Linked DNA regions of Oryctolagus cuniculus: region 2 is linked to region 1. The links are chromatin contacts, called in public Hi-C maps. All regions are on one chromosome and are shown on one strand. The core of a region is the stretch at or near the end of the contact, and the rest is flanking DNA. Distances in the headings are between cores, read along the strand shown.

Region 1 (7,775 bases), core at 2,939-5,438:
TCTCTCCCTGTTTTACTGTTTCCTTGTCTGTGGGTATGGTCTTTTCATTTTTTCTCCCTCTGATTCAGCACTTAGATGCTATGTTCCCCAAAATGGCCTCTCCAACTGCCTTCCTCTTGCTACCAAATCTGAGTTTGGAGGTTCTCCTGTGCCTTTGAAAATCTGTAGATTTCTCATCATACAGTATGAGCGGACTTCAGAAACTTCAAGGAAAATTGAATTAAGAGATAAGTTTATTTTGGGGCTAAAGTGTTGTTGAACTCATGTATTTCAGTTTTTCTCTGTGAAGTTGTCTCGGCATCCTATATCCTCTGTCATTAGCCCAGTGCCCAATTCATGTCGCAGAGCTCAAAAGATATTAGTCAAAGTGAACTTAGATTAAGCCATTATTTCAGAAACATTTCAGAAATATTTCTGTGTAACCTTTGCTTTAATCACATTATAGTTTCCATTTTTCCATAGATATAATCAGACATAGGCTGTAGGTCATGTCATATAAAGATTCAACTTTGTGGTTTTTTTATTATTTTTATTTATTTATTTTTATTTTTTAAAATTTATTTGACAGATATAGTTAGACAGAGAGAGAGAAACAGAGAGAAAAGATCTTCCCTCCGTTGATTCAACCCCCAAATGGCCGCCACAGCTGGAGCTACACCGATCCAAAACCAAGAGCCAGGTGCCTCCTCCTGGTCTCTCATGCAGGTGCAGGGCCCAAGCACCTGGGCCATCCTCCACCACCCTCCCGGGCCACAGCAGAGAGCTGGACTGGATGAGGAGCAACCAGGACTAGAACCCTGCACCCATATGGGATGCTGGCGCTGCAGGCGGAGGACTAGCCAAGCGAGCCACGGCACCGGTCCCTCAACCTTGTTTTTTAAACTTATCATTATATGAAGTATTTCCAGTTTTAGTGAAACTTCATTTTTAATGACTGCATACTATTCCACCAAGTGGAAGTACTCTGGCTGGTTTATCTTCTATTGCTGTACATTAAGCATTTTAGATGGTTTTGCTTCTTCCAAATTATTAAATTTGCCATAAATATCTCTGGATATCTTTGGGTAGAAAGCTCTTTCATAGTTTGAATTATTCCCTTAAAATATCCAAAGTAAAATTTCAAGGGCTCTGGCCATTTAAAGTTCACAATACGGGTTGCCTAATTGCTTCCCAAGGTGTTAGCTGTCAAATTCCATCACCCACCAGCAACTTATGCCAGTGCTCACTTCACTCACAAGGTCGCTTTCTCCTGAACCGCTGAAAACCTTCTAACACCGTGAACTTCTCTGATGCAGCAGCACCAAGGATCCAGGATTGACCTTTGCTAGCCTTGTCCGCATGGTCTAGCAGCTCTCCTGAGCCAGACATCCAGCCTGGAATAGAGCGTTTAGTCCAATCACTTTGGTTCTCCTTTTAGGGCAGGGAGAGCTCTGAAGTTGCTGTGTTTATTCTATTTCAAGCCCTCTAAGTAGACCCAGGGTCACTGCCAGTGGCATTTTCTACTCTTCCAGTAAAACACACATGCGCGCTGCACACACACATGCGTGTGCACACACACGCGGGGAAGAAGAGCAGGGGGAGGGCAACAGCCACGGAGACCGGCTCTCCACTCACCCTGTGCTTTCTTCTGGGCTCTTGGGTTTGTTTGCTCTTCCCCAGCCTGTACTTTCTGTTCCTCCCCACTGCTCCTCCTCTTCCCCACTTCCTTCCTTCCCTTTCTCTCCGCCCTCTCCTCCCCCTTCTCCCTTCCCCTCCCCCTTCCGCTTTTTCCTTCCTTTTATCCTCTAGTCACCCATTTATTCAACCAACGTGTCAAGTACCAACTCATCCTGGCGCAAGCGCTGTGAACATGGAAAATGAGGCCGCAGTATTTCCTGCTTTCGTGGACTTGAAAGTCTGTGGGGCAGACAGATGAGCAACAGCAACCTTAGAAAGTTCCGTGCTGAGTGGGGGTGGGTGCTTGTTGTAGCAGTTAAGTCTCTGCTGGGACACAGGAGTCCCTGGGGGCGAGTGCCAAGCTTTGCTGAGTCGGGTCCCTGCCACTCATGTGGGAGAGACCCAGACTGGGTTCCAGGCTCGTGGCTTCAGCCTGGCCCAGTTTGGGCATTTGAGGAGTGAACCAGTGGATGGGAGCACCCTCTCTCTCTCTCTCGACCTCTCTGTATTTCAAATAAGTTGGTAAATAAATAAACTTTAAAAGAAGAGAGAGAAAATTATACTCTGCAAGGGGCACTGTGAAGGAAATAGGTGAAGGCTGACAGAGAGAACCCTGGGAAAGATCTCTGAGAGCGCCAACCCCCGCGCCTTCTCTGCCTCCTGTCTCTGCTTCCTGGCCTTTTTCCTCCATGCTCCCCCCTCCCCCACGCTGTATAATACGTCCTGGGTGGTTTGTTTAGCGTCTGTCTCCCCTAGCTGGAACAGAAGCAGTACCGGAGCAGGGGCTGTGCTGGTCTTGCCTGTGCCCGGCCCACTGTGGGAGGACCGGCAGGCCCTGGCAGGCTGTGTGACCTGGGGGCCCGAGGATGGGAAGGGGTTTGTGAAGAGAGGAACGGCCAGTGCTGGGGTGCTGAGGCGGGGAAGAAGAGCAGGAGGAGGCGCAGAGAGGCCGAGTGTGCTGAGCCAGGGGGCAGCAGGGCCAGGCGAGGTTTGCCAGGCCTTGAAGGCCCCAGAAGAGGCTTGGGTTTCATTCATAAGGCCGAGAGAAGCCACAGCAATCTTTGCTTTGTGAGGGCACAGGGAAAAGTCTCCCACCTTGGCACAGCAGGACTCAAATACTTGGGCGTGGAGGTGGTGAGGGAGGGGAATTCTCACGGGGAGTTGCAGGGCACGGCCCGTCTTCACCCTGGGGCCCACGCTCTCCCTGCGGGGTGTGGAGGACCAGGCTCCGTCCCAGCCTATTGTTGGAGGACCGTGTAATTACCAGGCAGCAAACACGGAACCACGTTCCCCTCGCTATCCTGCTTCTTAGGGTTCCATCCGCAGCCTGCAGGGCTGACCGTGACGGGAAATCTCCCCTCCTGGGAGGGGACAGCAGAGTCCCCTCACACGGGCTCCTCTGGGGGAACACCTTGTATTCCTTAGCCAGGGCTCTCCCTTCGACTCTGCCTGTGGGCCTGATGAGGCAGCCTTTCCTGCAGCCTGGCCAGGTTTTCTGGGAGGGGTCTATTGGCCTATTCAGAGTCCGCGGGAAGTCTTGGTGTGAGGACGTCCCCTGTGAGAAGAGCAGGGGGCCCGCAGAGAGCAGAGCTGGTGGAAAGGCCCTCTGATTCCTCGCCCTCCTCACACAAAGGCCTTCCTCCGGGACACCTTCCGTATGGCCTCTGGGCCTTGCGGCCTTGTGCCCACCCTCCGCAACCCCTGCAGCTGCCCAAGGCTTCCTCACACCTGCCTTCTCACGCACCTGCTTCCTAACCTGCCCCTCCTCCTCCATTGTGTTTGTGCTGCTCTTCCACTAGTGAACGCCATCGTGGTGGCCCAGTCGTGGTCAGCTCCCCCGAGTCAGGCCACGTCATTGTCTGTCCCCGAGGGACTCATTTCCCTTTGCCCAGTGTTGGGCCTTAGGAAACTTGAGAGTTCATGCGATCCACGGAACCGGAAGTGTTGTGAGCAGCACAGGGCACAACCAAGTGCAGCCGGGGAGGCGGCCGATTGAGAAGAGGAGACAGGAGGTACATTCCCGATACCCTTTCCCCTCTTGCCAGAGTTGGGGCTGCCCTGTGTTTGTTTTGATGGTGAGCCAATGGCCCTGCACAGACCCAGTGGTGGGAGTGGCATCACGTTTCCAGCAGGCTTAGTCTGGCACAGATGTAATAGGACCCCAAACTGTGAGGTTGCAGGCAGTCAGGCACACCCTGTGGCAATTTCCTGATGTGCTCTGCCTTCTCTTCAGCTAAACCACACTTGGGCTTTCTCATCTCACTTCTCCAGCATCTGTAGCTGGCACCGATGGTATTTCCTGAGAGTGCTATGGTAATATCCTAATAGCACAGAGCACTCTGTTGCAATTACCACCCCAAAAAGGCAATTAGACAGTCTGTGCACGTAATGAGGGCTGGTGCTGTGTCCTGATCTCGGCCCACCCTTCTTTGAGCAACAGGGCGAGCTGTTGATAATCATGGTCAACCAGTCCACCCAAGGGCTTCCCGTCTCCTGCTTTGACAGTGGGGCCGGTGGCTGGGGGGAAGGTAAGGACCTTCTTGCCGCAAAGCCAGACAGAGCTCTGGGCCCCGGGCGCTGGCAGTGCCCTCCCAGAGGGGGTTATAATGGGTTAAAGCAGGTGGGCCTCATCCAAGTGCTCTGTTTCTCTTACCCCCACACTACCCTGCACCTAAGCATGTACAGCAAGTTTGTAGCAGGGTCAGTCTGATCATAATATTCAAAGATATCCTGCCGGTGCCGTGGCTCAATAGGCTAATCCTTCGCCTGTGGCGCCGGCACACTGGATTCTAGTCCTGGTTGGGGCACCGGATTCTGTCCCGGTTGCCCCTCTTCCAGGCCAGCTCTCTGCTGTGGCCTGGGAGTGCAGTGGAGGATGGCCCAGGTGCTTGGGCCCTGCACCCCATGGGAGACCAGGATAAGCACCTGGCTCCTGCCATTGGACCAGCGCAGTGTGCCGGCCGCGGCGGCCATTGGAGGGTGAACCAATGGCAAAGGAAGACCTTTCTCTGTCTCTCTTTCACTGTCTACTCTACCTGTCAAAAAAAAAAAAAAAACATAAGAAAGATATCCTTCACTCACCTATCACATAAAAGATGTAACATTTGATTCCAAAATGGAAGGAACAAGGCTTAAAGGTAGGAAAAGACTACAGAGGATCTAACTTTTGAGAATCTGGGGGAGGCAGAGAACGCTTTAGGAGGGAGGGGAACAGGTGGGACAATTCCTGGGAGGTTGGGGTGTGTGGGGGTGAGAGAGGGAGGGTGGGAAGCAGAAGAGATTGACTGCAGACAGACCTCCCCACCCGGGCCTGCGCGTCACCGAAGAGCGAGCCTGGCGAATCTTTTCTGTTTTCCAGGACCACGCCGGTCCTTTGGGAATGTAGGTTTTCTCCACTTATTTCCTGCCTCGGAACGTCCGAGCCGTGTCCTGCCTGGGACAGGGCCCCCACTGTTTCCGATGGATTGTTCAGTGCTTCATGCAGTGGGCTTGCTGTGGGATTGTGTCCTCTGTCTCGTGGACACTGTTTTTCCTGGGCATCCAACCTGTGTACCGTCACAGAGCAGGCAACAGCAGAGTGCGAAGAAATCCAAAAGCCATCTCAGCAATCTGTTCTGGGCAGGCTTGGGAGTCCCGAATAAAAAGCAACTTCAGAATAGGTCAAAGGGAGAGAGGGGAGGGTGGCTCACGGTTGCTATGGTAACCAGCAAACATGTTTGGCGTCCAGAGGCCCTGCCCCTGCGCGGGGTGACGGCTTTTGTTGTGAAATTGGTGACCTTCATCTGTTTTTCCACGATTTATTTTTAAAGTTGTTCATAGTAATGAATTACTCATTACCTACAGCCCATCTCTGTCCAGGTTTGGGACCAGCCCCGGTCCCCACCCTGGTCCCCGCTGTGGCCTGTGGTTCCGACCGTCCTCTCTCACAGAAAAGCGTGCAGGCAGGGATGTGGTGACTGGGACGCCAGAGCTCTGCAGTGTGGCGTTAGCTGCTGTGGCCCTCAGTTCTATTAAAAAAGGGGATAAAAATATCTGCGTTGCCCGCTTGAAGGCGGTTTTGTGGCGATCGATGAGACTTCAGATGTAAAAGTGATTTGAAAATGCTTAGTGCCCTCTGCTCACTTAACAGGAAGCACAATTAGCTTTGGAGTTGTCAGAGGGAATGCTAATGACAGATGAGAAAGGTTTCTCATGAATGACAGGAGCTGCCCGTGCCTTGAAAGGGATTGTGAAGCTGCATCCAGGTGCAGCTGGCAGTGACGGCAATCGTGTAGTGATGCCTGTGATGTGAACAGGAGGCAGAAGTGGCTTCACAGGAACTTTCTGCTCCCTTGGCCCTGGCAGATTCCTCCATTGCTTTCTTCGGCTGTGCTTGGAGTGGGGGGAGCGCATTGCCGCTCTGTAGCTTGAATGATGTTGGTTTGTCAGAGTTGCTTTAATGGGAGATGAGCTCCTAACACGCCAGGCTGAACCCTGTAATTTTGTTTTTTTTTTTTTAAACAACATTTTGATTTCTTACTGGTAAGAGTGAAATGTGCTTATTCTTAGAAATTTGACAAATAACCGAGAAGCAGACAATCAATAAGAATAGCCCATCATTTCTTCATTCCTGGATAACTTATGACACCTTGGTTATAGGTTTCATAACTTCTGATATGACTTATTATTTTATTTTATGTAAAAAATTAAAAACCACTTATTTTAATTGAAAAATAGAAAGCATAAAATAAAATAAAAAGAAAAACCACTTATTTTATCTGAAAAGGAGAGAGAGAGAGATAGGTAGAGATATCTTCTTTCTGCTGGTCCACTACCGAAAGGATTGCCAAGAGCTAGGGCTGGGCTAGGCTGAAACCAAGAGCCTGGAACTCATTCTGGGTCTCCTCCGTGGGTGGCAGGCACCCAAGTACTGGCCTTACCAACTGCTGCCTCTCAGAGTGCACATTAGTAGGAAGGTGGGTGAGAAGTAGAGTAGCCAGTACCTGAACCAGGCACTCAGATGTGGGATGCGGTCCTCCCAAGTGATGATTTGATAACTGTGCTAAATGCCTGTTTATTGTTTTAAATGATTACTGGTGCTGTGTGGATCTGTGGAGACCGGCTGGGAAGCTCTTACAGAAGTCTGGGTGGTCGGGGGGTAAGTGTGGAGGTGCTGGCCTGGACAGAGGAGGTGGTGAGAGATGTTGGATTTGGTTGTGTGTTTTGAACTTGGAGAAAATCACTTCCTAATGCAGTGGGTGTCTGTGGTAAGGCATCAAAACGATGACATCTAGGTTTCTAGTCCCATTTCTGGTGAAATGATGACTGCTTCCCGGGGAAGGGAGCACTGTGAGAAGAGCAGGTGTGTGTGTGTGTGTGTGTGTGTGTATTGTGGGGCATGGTGGAGGAACCTGAGAGTTCACTCTTGCATCTGAGAAGGGGGAGTGACAGTTTCACGATTTTCACGCCCAAGGAAAGATGTCTGGTGGGCAGGTGGATATATGTCGGCGGCTCAGGAGCAGAAGGTGGGATGGGAGATTCTAATCTGAGGATCAGCAGCATAGTGAACGTAGAACAGAGATGGGACTGGCCTGGGGAGTGAAAGGCAGATGAAGAGACTGGAGCGCTGAGGCTGAGGCTCTGCACATGTGTTGGCTGGGAAGAGTGGGAGGAGCTGCCTGGGAGGATGAAGCAGCAGCCAGTGGACTAAGAAGAAAGCCAGGGGTAAGTGCAAGGCCCAGACCCTCAGGGACAGGGGACGTTAAGGATAAAGGGAAAGCCCCCTCTCTCTTTGTACACCCAGACACACTCCCGTTCATGCCTTATGCACATGCACATTCAGATGTTGTTACATAGATATAGGGCTTCCCATGCATCACAAACACTTTCTCATGCCTTAAAACACCTTCTAAAATATTACTTTGAACAGCAGGAGAGTATCCTATCCTCATGGAAGCAAATTTGGAAGGAACAGCCTTCTATGGACATCCTGTGTTTCCTTGGGCTTAATTCCAGGAGAGAAATTACAGTAGATGTGGAAGCCTTTAAGGCTTTTGACTCATGTTGTCAATCTGCCTTTCAGAGAGGCTGTACCACAGTCCACCAGCAGTTAATTGAAACTAAGATTTGGCCACCACCAT
Region 2 (7,775 bases), core at 3,272-5,771, 250 kb before region 1:
GATAAATTCTAGAAGACATAATTAGAATTATTTTATCTAATGTTTTCTATTTCCTTTCCAGAAGCTTTGTCATAAACTGTTATTAAATACACAAAACATTGTTTGCTTTCATCTTTTTACCTTCCCACAAGGCAAAAAAGAAAAACAAGAGGCAATGGTAACTCACTATTGGGACAACCATTAGTTGTCTTTTTCAAGATAAAGTTATTTTATGATATGCTAAACAAGTTTTAAGTAAATGAGAAAATCTATTGAAAGAATACATTTACTGAAATAAATCTCAGAATAACTGTTGAAAATTCACAGAAGTTCTGTGATGCTTTATTCAATTGCTAAAAAAATTCAATCCCCCATCACTGGAAAAGATCACCCAGCAAGGATCTCAGGACAGCAGGTTCCAGTTTAAATTTAAAAGGTCTCACTGATATTGAATGTATATCAAGTAGCATAATGACAAGAGTAAAAGTATAAAATAGCATAACTACCAATGTAAGGTTTAGGAATCAGTTTAATATAAAAGTCAAACACCGAACATTAGGTAATTACTCTTCAGTTAGAGAGACTAAGATTCTTAATCTAGAAATGAATTTATTTCTAGTATTCAAGCACCTCATATATAATCAAACAATATTAAGCATAGCAATGTTTTAAAATATTGTCCTACTGTATAACAAAAAGGAAATGAAAACTCTGCAGTTGACCTTGCAAATGTTTTCACTTCAGATAAGTAAACTAAATGCTTCTTAAAACCAGTATATGTTCTTTAAACTTTTTCTCTAAATTTTAAAGTTCCTTGGAAATAGTTTTTAAAAATTTTTGATCTACTGACAAAAAGGGAAAAAACTTTCTTAACTGCTACTGAATCAATGAGTGTTGTGCATCATTCATCTGAGCAACATCAGGAATCAGCACATCACCATTAGGAAGCACGAAACATTAGTGGTACCTTTTCTTTGTGGTGAATTTTAAAAAGCAGCATAAAACTCCTGATAATTTTTCTTTGACTACAGGGTTTTCTACGACTACAGGGTTTGGTCTTACAACCCAGTGCTCAAGTGGGTTCAAATAAAGTACAATAGTTTATATATATATATAGCAAGTCAGTTTTTACTGCAAATGGATAAATTCATTCCATTCTTTGTAGCTACTGCTTCTACTACATTTATGAGTTTTCCAAAGAACTAATAAATTAAAAGACCCAAGTCCTCAAATAGTAATTAGTACCTTTCCTATGAACACTGAAAACCATTAGCTTTCAACACAAGGGTAAGCCATGGTACTGGTCTCCCATTTATAGATGGCTGAATTTTTAAAAAGTCTGTATAATGCTACGATGAATCATTGCCATCAGCCAAAATGCCTATTTTTAAACTAGTTCTGAAAGAAATTCAATTTGAAAGGGCTAACAGTAAAAAGTTCAGGCTAATCTTTAAGCTTATGGAGTCCTTTCACAAATAATAGTAAAATAAAAAGGGCATATATTTAGGCACAACCCTATAAAATCTTAAGACAACACAGCCATACATAAGAACACAGTATTTTATTAGAATTGATACACGCTAATCAGTAAATCTCCTTGATATTCAATAATAAAGTTGCTTATTTACACTTTCAGCCAAAGAGACCTTTGTAAAATCAGCCAAAATCTCTTTATGAGCTACAATTTTATATATTGATTTCAATTCTCACTATCTAACAAATACTTAAACAAAAGGCAAGGAATGTGAACACGAGCTTCGCATCCAAATAAATTACCACATTATCCATCTCTGCATAGCACTTCCACCAATCTTAAATTACAAGATACACTAGGAAAATTCCTTACACACATGGGTCAAGTTTTTAAAAAAATTCTTTACTATGCCTTGCTATACCTTCCTGACAAGGCAGCTCTTTACCATGGGGCTTTACTTTTATGTAGCTAAGAGAAATCACTGGAATTCTATTTAGAAGATTGTTGTTGAGTATAAAATGAAAATCAACTTGTCAACTAAAAGATTTCGAAGACAATGTAGAAACATCTTTTTCAGAATCACACTGTTCTCTTCAAGTATCCTTCTTGAGTGTTTATCACCATTAATTCTGCAATTTCCCTACCCTCAGGATGCTTACGTTTAAGGGCATTGAGTGTCTATGTGCACAGCACCACACCAGTGCTCGAGGCATACAAAAGAACATGCAATCTCCACGGAGTTTCCCATTTAGTAGGATAACAAAAACAGACAATGGTAACTGAAGATAGGAAGTGATATGTGTCACAGAAAGGCAGAGAGATGACTTTCATGGGGTTGGAAGTAGGCGGGAGAAGAATGACAGAAATCACATTCGTGTCCCACACATTTTAAAATTAAACCAGGTTGGTATTGGGCTCTTTGGCTGTATTTTGACACCCAGCACATTAAAACCAAACTGGCTACAACTGTGCCAACGATCTTCTTTGGGGCTTCCTTAGATAAGGCAGCTTTACAATTTACTACGAATGTCAAACAAGAAAATGCAAATGAACTCTTAATGTAGTACAGATATGAAAGCTTCAGGACTCTAAATAAAATTGCTGCATCTCTCGAGTATTACTTCTCTAACATTTTGTGATGAAAAACCAAAGTGGGTCTCTCACACTGTGTGATTAAGGCACCCCTCTTCTGGGGGTATGATGGGAATAGTAATAATAATAATAATAATAATGATGATGATGTGCTGCATTTCTTCCTTCAGGCTGTCTATTATGGAAAGCCTATTGTCCTAAAAGTTAGGAGACCCACTGATTATTTTATCTACTGTAGGCCTCAGTTTCCTCCTCATGACAGGGTGGGACTGAATGATCTAAATAATCCCTTCCGGCCCTTAAAAAAAAATCCCATGACTCCATTATGACTCAATTAATACTATTTTAAGAATTTTAAGAGTCAGTTTTTAAGAATGATAAAGGCTTTAAGTTAAATGAACATCTTCTTCTATAAGTTACTTCTTGCTAAAATAAGGTCCTGTGAGCAAGTCCAAATGGCACTCTACCAAAAAAAAAAAGGGCTTAAAAGATGAACTTACGAATTAGAAATTTTTATTATAATGACTCCATATATATTCGATGTTTCCAGCAAAACAAAAATCCAATTTCACTGAATGAATTTAAAAACATTAAAATCTCCATCTTCACTTGGTGTCAACTTTCTACCCATAAAAATGTGACTTCCCGTTACTGTAGTACAGAACTGCTTCTATTCATACCAATCAGGAGTTCCAGGGCCAAAATATTTGTCTAAACTCTTGAAGAGGGTGGGAGGGACACCAGCGAAGGGGAAGCAAACCATCTGCTCAAACTCGCAAGGATGATCTTTTCTCCAAAAGGCATCCCCCCCCACCCCCCCAACTCCGCGCAGAAGAAAAAATCCGGGGGGCCCAGCTCACCGGGGGCGGGGCGGGGTTGGGTGGGGAGATTTCCAATAAAAATCCCTGGCGCTGATGGTCAGTTTCAGGATCAGACACACCGAGATGGCGAAAAAGAGCAGACGACAAACTTCCTGGATTTCCTCCCCCTCGCTACGAGAGAGATTTCCTCTTGCTGACGAAGGGAAAGGCCCCTTTAACAGTTTTTCTCTGCACCGTGGCTGCTGCCAGACTAGGTGGGGCTCCCTCCGCAGCCTTCCTCCTGCCACTTCCCGCAACAAATGGAGCGAGCCAGCCCCGTTTCAGGCAAACTTTTTCCCTGTCAGGCTCGAGCCCGCGGGGCGCCGGGGAGTGGTTTCCCCTGAAAGCTCCTCAGCCCCGGCTCGGGGCTGGGGGAAGCTGGGTGTTCGCAAACGACAACTTTCTGGTTTCCGTTCTAACTTCCACCCACACCCGGGAGGGAGCCCAGGCGGCCAGCGAGGGGGGCTCCGGGGCGGGGAGCGAGCCTTCGGGGAAACCGGCGGGGGAAGGCGGGCGGCGGGAGAGGCTGCGGCGGCCGCCGGCAGGAGGGAGCGGGCGGGGGGGGGGGTCCTCGGGCTCTCACTTCCTCCGCCATATTTCAGACATTTGACCCCTTCCGCAAAGCGCGCTGTTCCCCCGCGGCGGCGGTGGCTGCGGCTGGTCCTCGCCGGCCTGGGAGGCAGCGCGCTCACCGGCCGGGCTCGCGGCCCCCGCGCCACCTGCCGCGCGCCGAGGGGCCGCCGGCGCCACCGCCGCCACCGCCGGGGCCCCTGACCGCCCCGCCCGGCCCGCGCCGCACCCCACCCCAGCAGCTCCCCTCAGCCGGCGCCCGGCCCCCGCCCCGCGCCGCCGCCGTCGCTGCCTTCGGCGGCCACGCATGCACTCTGCGAACCTCTCACGCTGTCACCGGGTCCTCGCAGCCGGCGTCGCCCTGCGCTCCCTCCGGGTCACTGCTCCCGGCGCCACGGCGGTACTGCCGCTGCCGCCGCCGCCGCCGCCGCTCCGGCTGGTTTACACGCCTGACTCTGGGCGAGGTTTGGCGGTGTCGCCTTGACGTCAGGCGTTCAGCCTCGCTCTCGCTTCCGCCCGCGGGCGGGGCGCGCGGGTGCGCGGCCCGGGAAGGGGCGGGGCCGCGGGGCGGGGCCAGGGCGCAGGGGGCGGGGCCGCCGCGCGCCGGGTTCTCGCCGTCGGCCTCGCGCCGGCCTCCGGCGCCGCGCGAGCTCCGGCCCGGCACACGTGGCTCCCTCGCGGCCTGCGCTGCGCGGTGTTGCTCGCTGACCTCCGCAGGCTGGCTGGTGGGTGGAATCACGGGTGGGCCTCTGAGTGGGCTGCGGTGCAGATCAGGGGATCAGGAACCCTCCGGAACCCCAAAGATGTCTTTTATTGTAACCCAGAAATCAGTCGCCCAGGCCTCCAAACGTTTGGTGTTGGCGTGGTCCTTTGTGCTGGACAAAATAGCTGGGAAGTCACTGAGCCCCGGCGGAGGAGCCTAGTCCGGGGCACAGCCTCTTCATTGCTGGAATTTGCCTTTCTCTGGAATTGTGAAGTGTCTCGTTCACTGGATGAACTCTTTCCAAATTGCTTATGCCAAGCGCAGCTGGCAGATCAACCATCCCCACATAGGTTTGCACCTTGCACCCACAGCGATATTAAGCGAATGCAATAAATTGCATATTCAAATGCGTGACCCCAGTGACTTTATAGGATTGCCTGTAAGGTAGGTTTTTTTCATGTAACTTCAGGGCATCAGAAAACATTTTCTATTCCAAAATGCTTTGATCTCAAAAAGGGCGGGAACTTAACAAGGGAATTTGCCGTCGTTAGAGAAAAGATGAAACGCAAGTACCTTTGGTACAAAATTTGGAAAGTAAAAGTGTGATTGTTTTCACTCCTTTTAATCCTATATAGTAAGTGAAAACTAAGCTGACCTTAATGGTTAAAGGAATAGAGAAGAATGAACTATAATTATCTAAAACCTTTGTATGTGTGTTTTCTTGGTTATTTTACAATCGAGGTTAATTGGGTATGTTATGTATTTTGATAATTTCTGTTTCCCTAGAAACTTTTTAATGACAGTTTCCAGATCACATTTCATAACAATCTATTGGAACTACTATAAATTCTGAATGAATGAATTAAAAATAAATTTCAGTTTTCTACCTTATCAATTATTACATGAAAATTTGAAAGTCTGAAAGCCTGAAACTTTGGGCTCACAAAAAGCACTGTTACCTGAGTACTCATATGCATGGATTACAGGATTTTTTACACCAAAATAAGCTTACCTTTTAATCCATTTTCCATGAACTTTTTGAAGTACCCTCATACTGTATAGGGTTTTTTTTCCTTCTTTTTTTTTTTCCCCCAGTAACTGTGACCTATGGGCAATTGATTTCTTTCCAGAAAGAAGATTGAAACTAGGATTTTTAGAGTTTGAGAGAATGTGTGAAATGGCTTATTTAATAAAAAATACATTTATTCTCTATTAGATGGGAAATCATTGCATTTGTATTAAATAATCCTCAGTCTGCAGAGAGCACCAGAATCCGCGCCTCTTAGTGCTGCGTTTGCTTCTGAGCCCCTTGTTCTATGGATTTCCTTGCCATCTTCACCAGGATGTTCACTTGGCAGCTTGCATAGATCATGTGTGCAAACTGAACCCAGTTCCTTTGTCACCAAACCAGTTTCTCCTCCTTTTCCTTTGTGAATTGTATCACCACCTTTACAGTTACCCAGCCTTCAAGCCTGAAGCCCCTCTGCATTTTCTGAAATAACCCATCAATGACTTAACTATTAGATAGCAATTCAACAAGTTCTTTCACTGTGTTTCTCCTTTGCCATTTCTACTAAGACAACACTTGGCTTAGGTTGGCAAATTTCTCAGCTCCTGGAGTTTTTCATCCTGGTAGCCTCCGGTCTGTTCCTGGTGTGATCCATTCTTCACATTGTTGCCAGATGAATTATCATAAAGCACACAGAGAACATCACTCCCTTCCTCAAAGAGCCTTTGATTACTCCCCCTGCTCTACCAAAATAAAGTTAAAATCCTGTGTCTCACTTTTTCCTTTGACTTAAAACTGCTTTACAGGGTCCAGCGTTGTGGCGTAGAGGGTAAAGCCACCAGCTGCAATGCCAGTATCACATATGGGTGTCAGTTTGAGTCTAGGCTGTGCTTGCTTGCCACCTACTCCCTCCCTCCCTCCCTCCCTCCCTCCCTCCCTCCCTCCCTCCCTTCCTTCCTTCCTTCCTTCCTTCCCCTCTCTCTCTCTCTCTCTCTCTGTAGTTAAGAGAGAGAGAGAGAGAAAGATCTTCCATCCACTGATTTACTCCCCAGAAGCCTGCAACAGCCAGAGTTGAGCTGATCTGAAGCCAGGAGCCAGGACCTTTTTCTGGGTCTTCCATGAAGGTACAGGGGTCCAAGCACTTGGGCCATCTCCCACTGCTTTCCTAGGTCATAGCAGAGAGCTGGATCAGAAGTGGAGCAGCCAGGACTTGAACCAGCACCCATATGGGATGCCGGCACTGCAGGTTGTAGCCCCACACACTATGCCACAGTGCTGGCCCCTGCTCCACTTTCAATCCAGCTCAATTCTAATGTTCTGGAAAAGCAGCTGAAGATGGCCAAAAAAAAAAAAAGTTTGTACCTCTGTCATCCACATGGGAGACCCAGATGAAGCTCCTGGCTTCAGCCTGGCCCAGCCCTGGCTGTGGCAGCCATTTGGGGAGTGAACCAGTGGTTGAAAGATTGATCTGTTTCTTCCTCTCTGTATAACTCTGCCTTTCATATAAATAATGTTTTTTCTTAAACTACCTTTGTCAGAGTGGACTTTTTATCCTGCTCCCATCTCTAACCCATTTCATTCTGCCAAAACCTTCCTTGTTATTCAACATCCATCTATTTTCTCTAAAAAAAAAAAAAGCTTCTTTCCACTAATGTGGCCTCATGTTTTGAATTCCCCTGATACTTTATTGGTTTTTTTCTTTTGTCACTGGTGTTAGACCCTCCTATGAAAACAAGGGTTTTCAGATTTCTTTCTGTCAAGGGTCAGAAAGTAAATACTTTATGCTTTGTAGGCCAGATGATCTCTGTTGCAGCTACTCAGCTGTTGAACTCTGCATTTGTAGCAGAAAAGCAGCCATAGGCAGTACATTAAAAATGGATGTGGCTGAGGCACAGCGGTTAAGGTGATCCTTGGGATACCTACATCCTACTATCAGAGCTGGTTTGAGCCTGGTTACTCTGCTTCCGATCCAGCATCCTGCTAGTGCCCCTGGGAAGGCAGCAGATGATGGCCCAAGTGCTTGGGTCCATAACACCCTTGTGGGAGGTCCTGATGGAGTTTCTGGCTCCTGGTAACTGGCTCAGGTAT

What was found. A called contact is a pair of places that touch in the nucleus more often than the background predicts.
Region 2: a Hi-C map of an unstated tissue shows a contact between it and region 1, with 2.0 times the contacts expected there. The contact joins the promoter of RAP1B here to the enhancer-like site in region 1. A contact is called at or near these places in 2 of 6 Hi-C or Micro-C datasets (psoas muscle and an unstated tissue).

Annotation. Positions count from the first base shown.
Region 1 is chr11:70,745,529-70,753,303 of mOryCun1.1, reverse strand. No RefSeq gene overlaps it. Among named protein-coding and RNA genes, the nearest start is that of MDM1, 42 kb to the right of the region's middle. Within about 2 kb of position 4,188, at least 4 of the 8 cell types and tissues checked have an H3K27ac peak or open chromatin away from gene starts, as enhancers often do.
Region 2 is chr11:70,996,880-71,004,654 of mOryCun1.1, reverse strand. RAP1B (RAP1B, member of RAS oncogene family) reads right to left here and starts at 4,521. Exons shown (of 8, transcript XM_017341970.3): 1 at 4,298-4,521.